Regions from separate parts of the Sus scrofa genome. Here region 2 is linked to region 1. A link is a contact called in public HiChIP or PLAC-seq data. All regions are on one chromosome and are shown on one strand. Each heading gives the region's core, a stretch centred on a gene start, on an enhancer-like site or on the middle of the called end of the contact. The rest is flanking DNA. Distances are from core to core; before and after follow the strand shown.

What was found. HiChIP or PLAC-seq counts read pairs in DNA pulled down with a chosen protein or histone mark.
Region 2: an H3K27ac HiChIP or PLAC-seq map of alveolar macrophages shows a contact between it and region 1. The contact joins the promoter of CRLF3 here to the promoter of ADAP2 in region 1. A contact is called at or near these places in 2 of 47 Hi-C or Micro-C datasets (liver and skeletal muscle) and 1 of 2 datasets of contacts at active chromatin or transcription factors (alveolar macrophages).

What each region holds. Positions count from the first base shown.
Region 1 is chr12:42,845,563-42,851,391 of Sscrofa11.1, reverse strand. ADAP2 (ArfGAP with dual PH domains 2) reads left to right here and starts at 1,365. Exons shown (of 12, transcript NM_001195323.1): 1 at 1,365-1,550; 2 at 1,553-1,562; 3 at 2,376-2,506; 4 at 4,673-4,764. The coding sequence starts at 1,470.
Region 2 is chr12:42,929,719-42,935,099 of Sscrofa11.1, reverse strand. It overlaps CRLF3 (cytokine receptor like factor 3), which reads right to left and starts at 1,655. Exons shown (of 9, transcript NM_001244329.1): 1 at 1,458-1,655. The coding sequence starts at 1,574.

The DNA.
Region 1 (5,829 bases), core at 116-2,615:
CTGGGACCTGGAGGCTTGACCCCCTCCACCCAGGGGAAGATGGGAGGTGACACACAGCATTCCAAGGGATGATCCCATGAGCTGACCAGAGGCGCAGGAGAAGCAAGGGAGCCAGTGTGTTTTGAGGGCTTTGTGTGACTTGTACTGGCTCATCTTAATGACCTGATTAGGTGATCGCTCCACCTTCATTCTACAGAAGAGTCCAAGGCTCGGGGAAGTGAAGGAACTTGCCCAAGGCCACACAGCTGGGAAGTACGGAGCCAAGTTTCAAAGTCTGGATCCCTGGACTTACGCTATCATACCATGCTGCCAGATGTGTTCACATGTGTGTATGCCTGTGTGTTGAACTGGAGATGCTGGCAGGTCAGTTAGAAGATCGGCAGCCCATCAGGATGGAAACTCAAGATCCGTGTGCATTAAGCCTTAGGCAAATGACAGATGGGTGCTTGCCTGCAGAGGGTCTGGCAAGTGTGCACAGTGCGTGTCTTACCAGGAGCCTGTGGGTCACTGACGATGATGTCAAAGAGGGACAGGGATGGGGACCAGGATGGGGATTCATGAAATGCCCAGATTCAAGACCACCTAAGCCCTGCCCCCACCTCCTACTGATGGAACTTCACAGATAAAAGTGCCCAGTGGTGTCCCTGTTGGTGAAACCATTCTTCCTGGGGAACACAGTCATGCACCTATTTATTGGACTTCTAAAAATGTGCAGGTGCTGTTTCTAGGAGCTTTGTGAGATACGGAAATAAAGCTTCTGACATCAAACGCGCGCGCGCGTGTGTGTGTGTGTGTGTGTGTGTGTGTGTGTGTTGGGGGTGGGGGAGGGATTAACATAAATATATAAGTAACTGTGATGCAACGTAGTAGGTAGAAAGTGCTCAGAGCCAAAGGGGTAAATGGATCATATATCAGTCGATATCCTAGCAGGACTGGAAGCTGGGAAGATTACTCCAGGCTAGGTATCAAGGAGGGCTTCCTGAGGAGGTGGCATTTGAATGTCTCTGAGTAGATGTAGGATCTATATCAGGAGAACGCTTGGACAGAAGTTAGATCCTGATTCATTTTCCAAGAACATATGCCCTATGCTCCTTTTATAGAGGTGGAAACTGAGGCCCAGAGAGGTTGGCCGGGTTGTCCATAGTCACGAAACTAGCCAGTGGTGGACCAGAATTTGATCTCGGGCTAGGGCGAGCGACTCCGAGCGCCGCGCGCGCGCTGGGGTGGCTCCCGGCCAGGTGTTTGCCTTAGGCAGGAGCGCAGTCCCCCTAAGCAGCACGCGCCAGGGGCGGGGCGGTAAGTCCAGGAGGGGCGGGGCTTAAAGTCCGGGGGGGCGGAGCTGACGGCGCCGGCGGGCTGGCGGCACTCGGACTGCGTCCAGCTCCACCTGCGGGCCGGCGCGCAGGCCATGGGCCGCCTCAGGCCGAGGGACCAGCAGGCTGAGCCCTGCTGAGCCCGCCGGGCCGGCCATGGGCGACCGCGAGCGCAACAAGAAGCGGCTACTGGAGCTGCTGCAGGCGGCAGGCACCGGCAACGCGCACTGCGCGGACTGGGGGCGGCGGGTAAGGGCGCGACGGCGCGTGCAGACCGGAACTCTGGGCCGAACCCCAGCCCGCCCGCCCCCTCCCCTCCCTCCAGACCCGGGTCGGTCCCCGACCCCCGCTTGCCTCGCGCGCATCATCCTTATGACACCTTCGTATCCAAGCCCGCGACCGCTCTTTCCTTGTCCCATGCGGCGCCCACTTGAACCCAGGCCCCCTGACCTCCCCACTCTGGACCTCGACACTCGATCTGACCATTCTGCTCACCTCCCCCACCAGACCCCTTGCCCACCCGGACCTCGGTGCTTGACATCTCTTTTCCGGACCCAGCCACTTCTCACACTCTAGGACCCACACATCCCACACTCCGGGGGTCCCAGACTCCGGGTCCGCTCCCTGCGTCCTCCCGCGTTCCTGCTCCACGGCGCTCCGACCCTTTGGGCGCGGAGGCACCCTGACTCGAACCTCCTCACCTGCAGTTCCCCAGCCAGGCGCCTCGGTGCGGGTCCTTCCCTCCACGCTCTCCTCTCGGTTCCTCAGAGTCTTGTCACTTCCACATCGCGCCCACCTCAGCCGCTCGCCCCCATCCCCGGGACTCTCCAAGATCTTCATCCTGGCCGCCGTCGCGCCAGGGCCAGTGGGCTGTGGCCAGAGGGTTTCATGCTGGTATCTTAGTTCACCTATGTCAGGGAGACCAGGAGAGAAGCATGGAGTGAGCTGGACGCCACCCCGGGCTAACGGCCAAGCCCTGCCCCTCCCAGCTCCCCCGGGCCCAGCGCTGGTTTCCTCACCCAGCTCTCCATCCAGCTCCCCTCCTGCCCTTTCGCCCCGCAGATCCCGACTGGGCCTCTTACAAGCTGGGCATCTTCATCTGTCTGAACTGCTCCGGAGTCCACCGCAACTTCCCAGACATCAGCAAAGTGAAATCCGTGAGACTTGACTTCTGGGACGACAGTATTGTGGAGGTAGCAAGGGGCGCTCGTGGAGAGCCTTGGAACAGCAGATCTGGGGTGAAGGTGGTGGGCAGGGCACTTCCATTCTGTGGGGAAGGAAACTGAAGCCTGGAGAGGGGCAATAGGAAGTCAATTAGAGTTGCCTTAAACACAGGCCCTGAGTTCAAACGCTAGCTCCATTGCTTGTTTGCTTACAAGCTGTGAGGCCGGAGCCTGCTGCTTAATGTTAGTTGTGGACCCTCGGTTTCCACATCTGTGCTGGAAAGATAGCACTTCACCTTCACAGGGCCGCCGTAAGAATTAAATGTAGGCTCAATGCAGGTGCAGAGTCAGTAGTCAGTGAACACCTGCCTTTCTCATTGGCTGAAGTCCTGGACTGGAACAGAAGTGACCTGATTCGTGGTCCATAGTCTCCCTCCAGTCCCCCTGGCCACGGAGGGGACCACTTTGCTTTCCTGACCCACAGAGATGGCAAACATCTGCAGGCTAGATGATGGTTTCATTCCGGCCAGAAGACTTTCAGAGAACAGGCAGCTCTAAACAGTGCTGGCTTGCTGAGGGTTTCGAGGACTCTTAAGGAAGCAGACTCATGTTTACTGAGTGCCCATGTGTGCTAGGCACTGTGCCAGACCACTGGGCTAGATGCCTTACTCAGTGCCTTCAAGACGTTTACTACTGTAAGCCTAGCCTACCTCTGCGGGGCCTTAGGAGAGAGCAGTGAACAAGATAAAGTCTCTGCCCACATGAAGCGTACCTTCTAGTACAGGAGAAAGACAGGAAACCAGCACATACACCTGAAGGTCATTTCTTTGCGCCTCACTCCCCCCGCCGCCCACATCGTTTTCATTGGCAGGTGACATTCCTGAGGCTCGGGGGCGGGGGGGGGGTTAGGTATTGTCCATGGGTCACTCAGTGAATAAATGGCACAGTTGGAACGTGAACCCTGTTTGTTGGGATCCAAAGACCATGCAAGTCCTGCACCACAGACCAGCAGCCCCTGGAGAAGGGGAGGATTGAGCTCATTTTATCCAAAGGACATAGATTAAAACCTAATTTTTTTTCCCCACACGTGTCCTCACCCCAGATATGCCACTGCTATTACTGAGTGCTCACTGTTGGTCAGGGCTGCTCCTGGCACATCTGCCTCTGGGTCTCTCGGGTGCCAAAAGGCCCTATGATCTTCCTCACCTGTGTACTCTATGGGGTGAGCACTGAACCTCTTCCATCCTCCAGCTCCATCTGTCTCTTGAGGACTTTCAGGGACTCTACTGCCCATGGGCCCGGCCACCTGTGGAGGGGGTGGGAGAAAGAACATGAGCTTTGGAGTTAGGTCTGGGTTCAAATCCCAGCTCTCCACTTACTAGCTGTGTCATCTGAGGTAAGTCACCCAACCTCTCTGAGCCTCAGTGTCCTCGCCTTTAGTTATTTTCTTGTTTTATTTTGTTTTTTAATAATTAAAAAATATTTTATTATAGTCAATTTTCAATGTTCTGTCAGTTTCCACTGCACAGCAAAGTGACCCAGCTGTACATCCATATACATTCTTTTTTTTCTGCATTCTCCTCCGTCGCAAGTGGTCAGATGTAGGAGTTCCCATCGTGGCTCAGTATAAACGAATCTGACTAGGAACCATGAGGTTTCAGGTTCAATCCCTGGCCCCGCTCAGTGGGTTCAAGATCCAGCGTTGCCATGAGCCATGGTGTAGGTTGCAGATGTGGCTCAGATCTGGCATTGCTGTGGCTGTGGCGTAGGCTGGCAGCTGTAGCTTCAATTAGACCCCTAGCCTGGGAACCTCCACATGCCATGGGTGCAGCCCTAAAAAGCAAACAAAACAAAACAAGTGATGCGATATAGTTCCCTGTGCTATACAGTGGAATCTAGCATCCTTGCCTGTAAATTGGGGACAGCATCACCTTAGTTAGGAGGAGCAAATGAACAAAGGGTTGAGAGCTGTAAAGTACTCTGCCTGCATGGGGCATGGTTGTTACAGCACCTCGTTGTGCCAAGCTGGGGCTTCCCAGCCTCTCGGGGGGTGGGGGGAACATGTCAGACTCCAGAGGGAGTGTCTCCTGACTCAGCCTCAGAGCCATTGAGAACAATAGCCTTCTGGTTAGACCATGGTTTCATTTCACCATTTTTCAAGTTCTAACGTTACCCCAAATTGCTGTTGTCTTGCAGTTTATGACTCGCAATGGGAACCTCCGAGTGAAGGCCAAGTATGAAGCCAGAGTCCCTGCTTTCTACTATGTCCCCCAGGCCAACGACTGCTTGTGAGTGCGTGATTTCCTGGCCTCTCACCCTCCCCCCTCTCCCCCTTCTCAGGCGCCTTTGCCTGTCTCTCCCAAGGACCTGCCCAGCAGGTGGAGCCAGGAAAGCCTTGGTTCTGTCCTGGAGGACACACCCAGACCCGGCGTAAGCCCCTCTCTGTCTTCACAGCTAGGGTTGTCATGTCCCCTCTCGGACTCAGTTTCCACAGCTGTGAAATGGGATATTTTCTTTAGGATCTGTCCCTTGGCCTTGATGTTCTCATAGCCTACAGGTGATGACTAACTTAACTGAGAAGAGGAAAGCTGGTATTTTAGCTGAACAAAGGTGTTCTAGCTTCTTTCTACGGTGTCTCGTGCCTAGGCTGTCCCGCCTGAGCTGCTCCAAGGCAGCTTCTTAGGCTCCACATCCCAAAACACTGAACATAAAAATAATAGTAGCTACTAGTATTTATTGAGCTTTGCCTACGTCCCAGGCCCTGTGCTAAATGCTTGTGTGCGTTAATTTTGCTCTCAACAACCTTATGAGATAAATACTGCCATTACACCCCTGGTGTAGGTGAAAATCCTGAGGCTTGTAGAGGCAGAGCTGGGACTAGGCCATCTGACACCAGGGCCTGCGTGGCTGCACCACAGCACCGGGAAAATCCAACATGCTGGGAGTGCAGGCCATGGACCTGCAGGAGGGTTCAGATCCCTAGGCAGTGAGGGGTCAAGGTGACACTGGTATCTAGTGAGCCCTCTGCAAGACTGACTGCCTGAGTCTGAGCCTCCCTCCTGGGGACTCAGCCTCACTGCCAAGGCTACGAGAGACAGAGCCTTGTATGAATGGGGAGAAGGTCACCCTCTGGCAGACACACCCTCCTGGGGGCGTGGCTTATGGGAAGCTGGCTGCATTTCTAGCCTCAGCAGGATGCTTTGGGGGCAGTGCACAAACTATACCAGCATACCTGGTGTCCTGCAATTTCCCAGTATTTAAACCACCCAGGGGCCACTGATGCAGCATGGAGTGGCAGGGCAGGCACAGCTTGCAAATCAGGAGACCCCAGTGTGGCTTCCCGACTCTACCAC
Region 2 (5,381 bases), core at 406-2,905, 83 kb before region 1:
ATCCTTGACCCACTGAGAGTGGCCAGGGATTGAACCTGCAACCTCATGGTTCCTAGTCAGGTTCATTTTCCACTGCGCCATGACGGGAACTCCTAGAGCCTCTATTTTAAAAGAGCAAAAGGAAAAAAAAAAATTGCTGAAGGAATCACGCAGATGTTTTCAAGTAGAAATCAAGATGAATGTATTGGAAGTCCTTAAAAAGCATTAGTTAAATCAGGATCACCTTATCTAGATTTGCTCCCAGGTTTGTTCCCCAACTACAAATGATGCATGGTCCACATTTAAAATCTAGAAGAATTTTTAAATATATAAAACCTAAAGCATGTTGAAGATCCTTAATGATGAGAGTATCCAAAGGCACTGTGAGCACAGCACTATTCTGCCCTTTTCAGAGTCTATGGAGCATGGGAGTTACTAGGATGATAATGTAGATTATTAACAAGTGTGACGCTGAAAAACCCCACTCATCCAAATGATGAATTAATGGGTGGAATCCCGCTGACTCCAAAAACACGTATTAAGCACCTGAACTAACAGCAGCTTGAGGATTATCTGTCCTACCACACACTGGCAGTGGGTTGTATCTTTTTCTGTGTATGTTCCAGGGTATAGAGACACCATGTGGCTTTCCTATATCTTTGGTAACCAGGTCCCCAAGGAGGAGATAACTGCTGTCACTCAAAAGTATATTTAGCGTCTCCTTTCAGCACTTCTCTCTTTAAATCTGTTTTTCCATTTCCCTACACCTGTATTTCAGCCCTCAAGGGTTTCATCTTCCTTCTTTTGCCCTTTCAACGCAGCTTCACCTTAGAAATCTCCCTCTAGAATGGGATCACGCTAAACCACTTTTTTAATGCATTCAAGATCATAACGAGACATCAAGTACTACTTTCAGACACGAATTCCATTCATTTAGTGTTCACTCTACTGGATCTCCAACCATCTCTCTTTAATCCTTCCCTGCCAATGTCCATTTTGCTTCTTAAGTTCTCCCCAGGTCATTGCCCCCCATTTTCAAGGTCTCTAAAATCAACCTCCGTCCACATAGCAGGTTTTCCAAAGAACTCCCCACCTCCCCTTAACTCTTTCAATCTTCACTACCCTCTGTGACGCCCTCGGCTTTTGCTCTGGCCTCTCACGCGCCCCAATCTCGGACCCCATCCTCTCCCCAACACCGCCCCACACAGTTTGGGGAACGCCCCCCACTCTCCCTTGATCCCCCAAACTTACCGGATCTTTCTTCCCCTTAGACACCCCCCCACCCCGTCCCCAGCAGAACCCATTTCCCATATTCCCAGACCCTGTTAGGTCTCTTGCACCTTCAGAGCCTCTTCCCTCCTCGCTCCAGAGTTTCCGGCCACTCCCGCCCCTCGGAACCCTCCCGGCCCTCGCCCACCCACTGGCACCCCGCGCCCTCCCCGGGGCCCACAGCACCCCCGCGGGCGCGGCCCTCCGACCTGCCTCCGCGCCTCCTGCAGTCCCTTCAGCCTATGGCCCAGCTCCCGCCGGTAGCTCTGCGCCGCCTCCACGTTCTCGCGGGCCTCCTGCAGCAGCAGCTCGGGTTCCAGATCCATCGCCCTCTAATCCGGCCGCGCGGCCGGCGGCTGCGGGCGCGGTTCCCGACGGTCCGGGGCGCCGCCGAGCAGTCGGCTGTGGCCACGCGCAGGCGGAAGCACCGCCCCGCCCCGCCCCGCCCCGCGGCGGCCTTGATTGACAGCAGCTCACGACAACCGTCCGGGTCCCAGCGCCGCCCGCGCCGCAGGCTCAGTGGGTCTCAGCTCTGCTTCTGCACTGCGCCTGAACCGCTCTGCTTCCTCCAAGCGCGCCTTCCTGGTAGAATTCCAAAATGGAATTAGCAAACTTTTTCTTTTTTTTTGTCTTTTCTAGGGCCGCTCCTGCGGCATATGGAGGTTCCCAGGCTAGGGGTCCAATTGGAGTTGTAGCTGCTGGCCTACACCACAGACACAGAAACGCCAGATCCGAGCCGCATCTGCAACGTACACCACAGCTCACAGCAACGCCGGATCCTTAACCCACTGAGCAAGGGCAGGGATCGAACCCTCAACCTCATGGTTCCTAATCGGATTCGTTAACCATTGAGCCATGACGGGAACTCCTAGCAAACTTTTTCCTGTGCAGGCCAGTTAGAGAAAATTTGAAGCTTGGTGGATCATAAGGTTTCTGTTGCAATATAGTAAGTAAATCGCCGTGACCATGTGCAAATAAAACTTAGGGCCACAAATTTTAATTTTACATAATTGGCACGTGTCACAATATTCTTTGCATCTTTTAAAACTACTTAAAATGGAAAAAAAAATAAAATAACAAATTCTCAGTGGTAATGAACCCGACTAGGGTACATGAGGAGGCAGGTTCCATTCCTGGCCCTGCTCAGTGGATTAAGCCATGGACTGTGGTGTAGGTCGAAGACACTCAGATGCACCTCGGATCCTGCGTTGCTGTGGTTGTGGTGTAGGCCGGCAGCTGTAGCTCCAGCTCGACCCCTGGCCTGGGAACTTCCATATGCTGGTGGGTGCAGCACTAAAAGATAAAAAATTAAAAAAAAAAATTATTCTTTCAGGAACCATATAACAGCAGGTGGTGGGGCAGATTTGGCCCTGGCCATAGTTTGCTGACCCCTGGCCAAGGATGGTAGAGTTGAAAGTTGTGTCTGCCAAGGAACAGAGAATGATTCACTCAAGGTTACACAATGAATCTGTGCTAGAGGCTAGGCCCCAGTTTTCAAGCTCTTTCTACCACAGTGTCTTGTGCTAAGTAAATGACACTTGAAATTAGGGAAGTTTTGAAAAGGAAAGCTCTTCTGGAGAAAATGAGAGATTATCCTGAAGTAACCAGGCACTCAGTAGATTCTTAAGAACTATCTATGAAACGAATCAAGGTAATAACTAAACGAAAAGGAGTAAGGAAAGGGACCCCAGTTAGGACAAAACTAAGTGGGAAGGGCATAAGACCTTGGGGATAGGGATATTAGTGGATTTTGTTGTTTTTTTGGTTTTTTTTTTTTTTTAAGTCTTTCTTAGGGCCACACCCATGGCATCTACAAGTTCCCAGGCTAGGGGTCAAATCTGAGCCTATGCCACAGCCACAGCCACAACATATCCAAGCTGTGTCTGCAACACACACCACAGCTCATAGATAGCAATGCTGGATCCTTAACCCACTGAGCAAGCCCAGGGATTGAACCCACACCCTCATGGATCCTAGTTGGATTTGCTACTGCTGAGCCCATCAGGAACTCGAATAAGTGGATTGTTTATGGAAGAACGAGCAGACAACTTTGACTCTCATATTGGGAGATGAAGTTAAGAGAAAAATAAAGTCCGTGAAGTTCAGGTTAAGAAGCTTGGATGTTAATGAAGAGACATTAAATTAGAAGTTTGGGATTAACATACACACACTACTATATATCAAATAGGTAAACAAGACCTACTGTATAGCACAGGAAACTAAACCCATAATGGAAAATAATCTGAAAAAGAGGGAGTTCCCATTGTAGCTCAGTGGTAATGAACCCAACCAGTATCTGTGAGGATGCGGGTTCCATCCCGGGCCTCGTTCAGTGGGTTAAGTATCCAGTGTTGCCATGAGCTGTGGTGTAGGTCACAGACACGGGCTTGGATCCTGCATTGCTGTGACTGTGGCCTACATAGGCCGGCAGCTGCAGACGCTAGTCTGGGAACTTCCATATGCCACACCTGAGGTCCTGAAAGGAAAAAAAAAAAACAAAAAAAAGAATCACTTTGCTGAATCACTTTGCTGGACCCTGGAAACTAACACAACATTGGAAGTTAACTATATTTCAATGAAAAAATAGACAAAGATTTTTTGCATGTGCAGTGCTATTTGCAAAACAATGTTTTAGGACAATAAATGTTAGAAAGATTGGACTTGGGTTCATCTTAAGGTAAGGCAGTGGGGGGAGTTCCCATTGTGGTTTAAGAACCTGACTAGTATCCTTCGGGATGCAGGTTCAGTCCCTGGCTTTGCTCAGTGGGTTAAGGATCTCACTGTGGGGTTCCCGCTGTGGCACAATGGGATTGGCAGTGTCTCTGCAGTGCCAGGACCCAGGTTCCATCCCCAGCCCTGAACAGTGGCTTAAAAGATCTGGCATTGCTGCAGCTGTGGCAAAGTTTGCAACTGAAGCTGGGATCTGATCCCTGGCCCAGGAACTCCATTGCCATGGGGTAGCCAAAATAGAAAAGGAAAAAAAAGGAAAACTTCCAAGATACCAATCTTAGTCCCACTCAACTTTATTTCCTTGATCTGCTAACTGATGGGTGGCAGGAAATGTGTCTCTATTATATTCATACCATACAAAAATAAATAACATGAAGAAAACCTGTAAAAAAGCACTCCCCCAGACTTGATTTTTTTTTCTTGCTTTTTAGGGCTGCACCTGCGGCATATGGAGATTTGAGATTCCCAGGCTAGGTGTCGAGACCAAGCCGTAGCCATCAGCTTACCCTACCGCCACAGCAATATGAGATCCGAGCTGAGTCTGAGATCTACACCGCAGCTCATGGCAATGCCAGATCCTTAACCCACTGAGCAAGGCCAGGGATCATACCTGCAACCTCATGGTTCCTAGTCAGATTTGCTTTCGCTCTGCCACAACAGGAACTCCAAAAAAATTTTTTTTAACTTTAGAGCACAAATTTCTGAAGACTAAATACTCTGATTGATAATAGAGAGGAAGATTGATTTAGGAGTTCCCATGGTAGCTCAGCAGAAACAAACCTGACTAGTATCCATGAGGATGCAGGTTCTATCCTTGACCCAGCTCACCGGGTTAAGGATGTGGCTGTTGAGGTGAGTTGTGGCATAGGTCACTGATGCAGCTCGGATCCTGTGTTGCTGTGACTGTGGAGTAGGCTAGGCTGGCAGCTTAGCTCTGATTTGACCCCTAGCCTGGGAACTTCATATGCCACAAGTGGGGTCCTAAAAAAAAAACCAAAAAATAAAAAACAAAAACCAAAAATAATGCTCTGTAAAGCGCTGTCTGATTGACTGCATGCTTCTCTCAGAGACACCTCTATATCAATTTTTTTTTCTTTATAGGGCCCCACGCATGGCATATGGCGGTTCCCAGGCTAGGGTCAAATTGGAGCTAAGCTGCCAGCCTACAGCACAGCCACAGCAACGCCAGATCCAGTTGACAGCTGTGATCTACACCACAGCTCACGGCAACGACCTATCCTTAACCCACTGAGTTGGGCCAGGGATGGAACCCACATCTTCACAGATACTGCTTGGGTTTGTTACTGCTGAGGCATCATATTAGTCTAGAAGTGCCTTTTCAAATGTTCAGAGGCACAGATCCCTCATGCTACAAGAAACAGACAACTTGCTAATTTATTTAT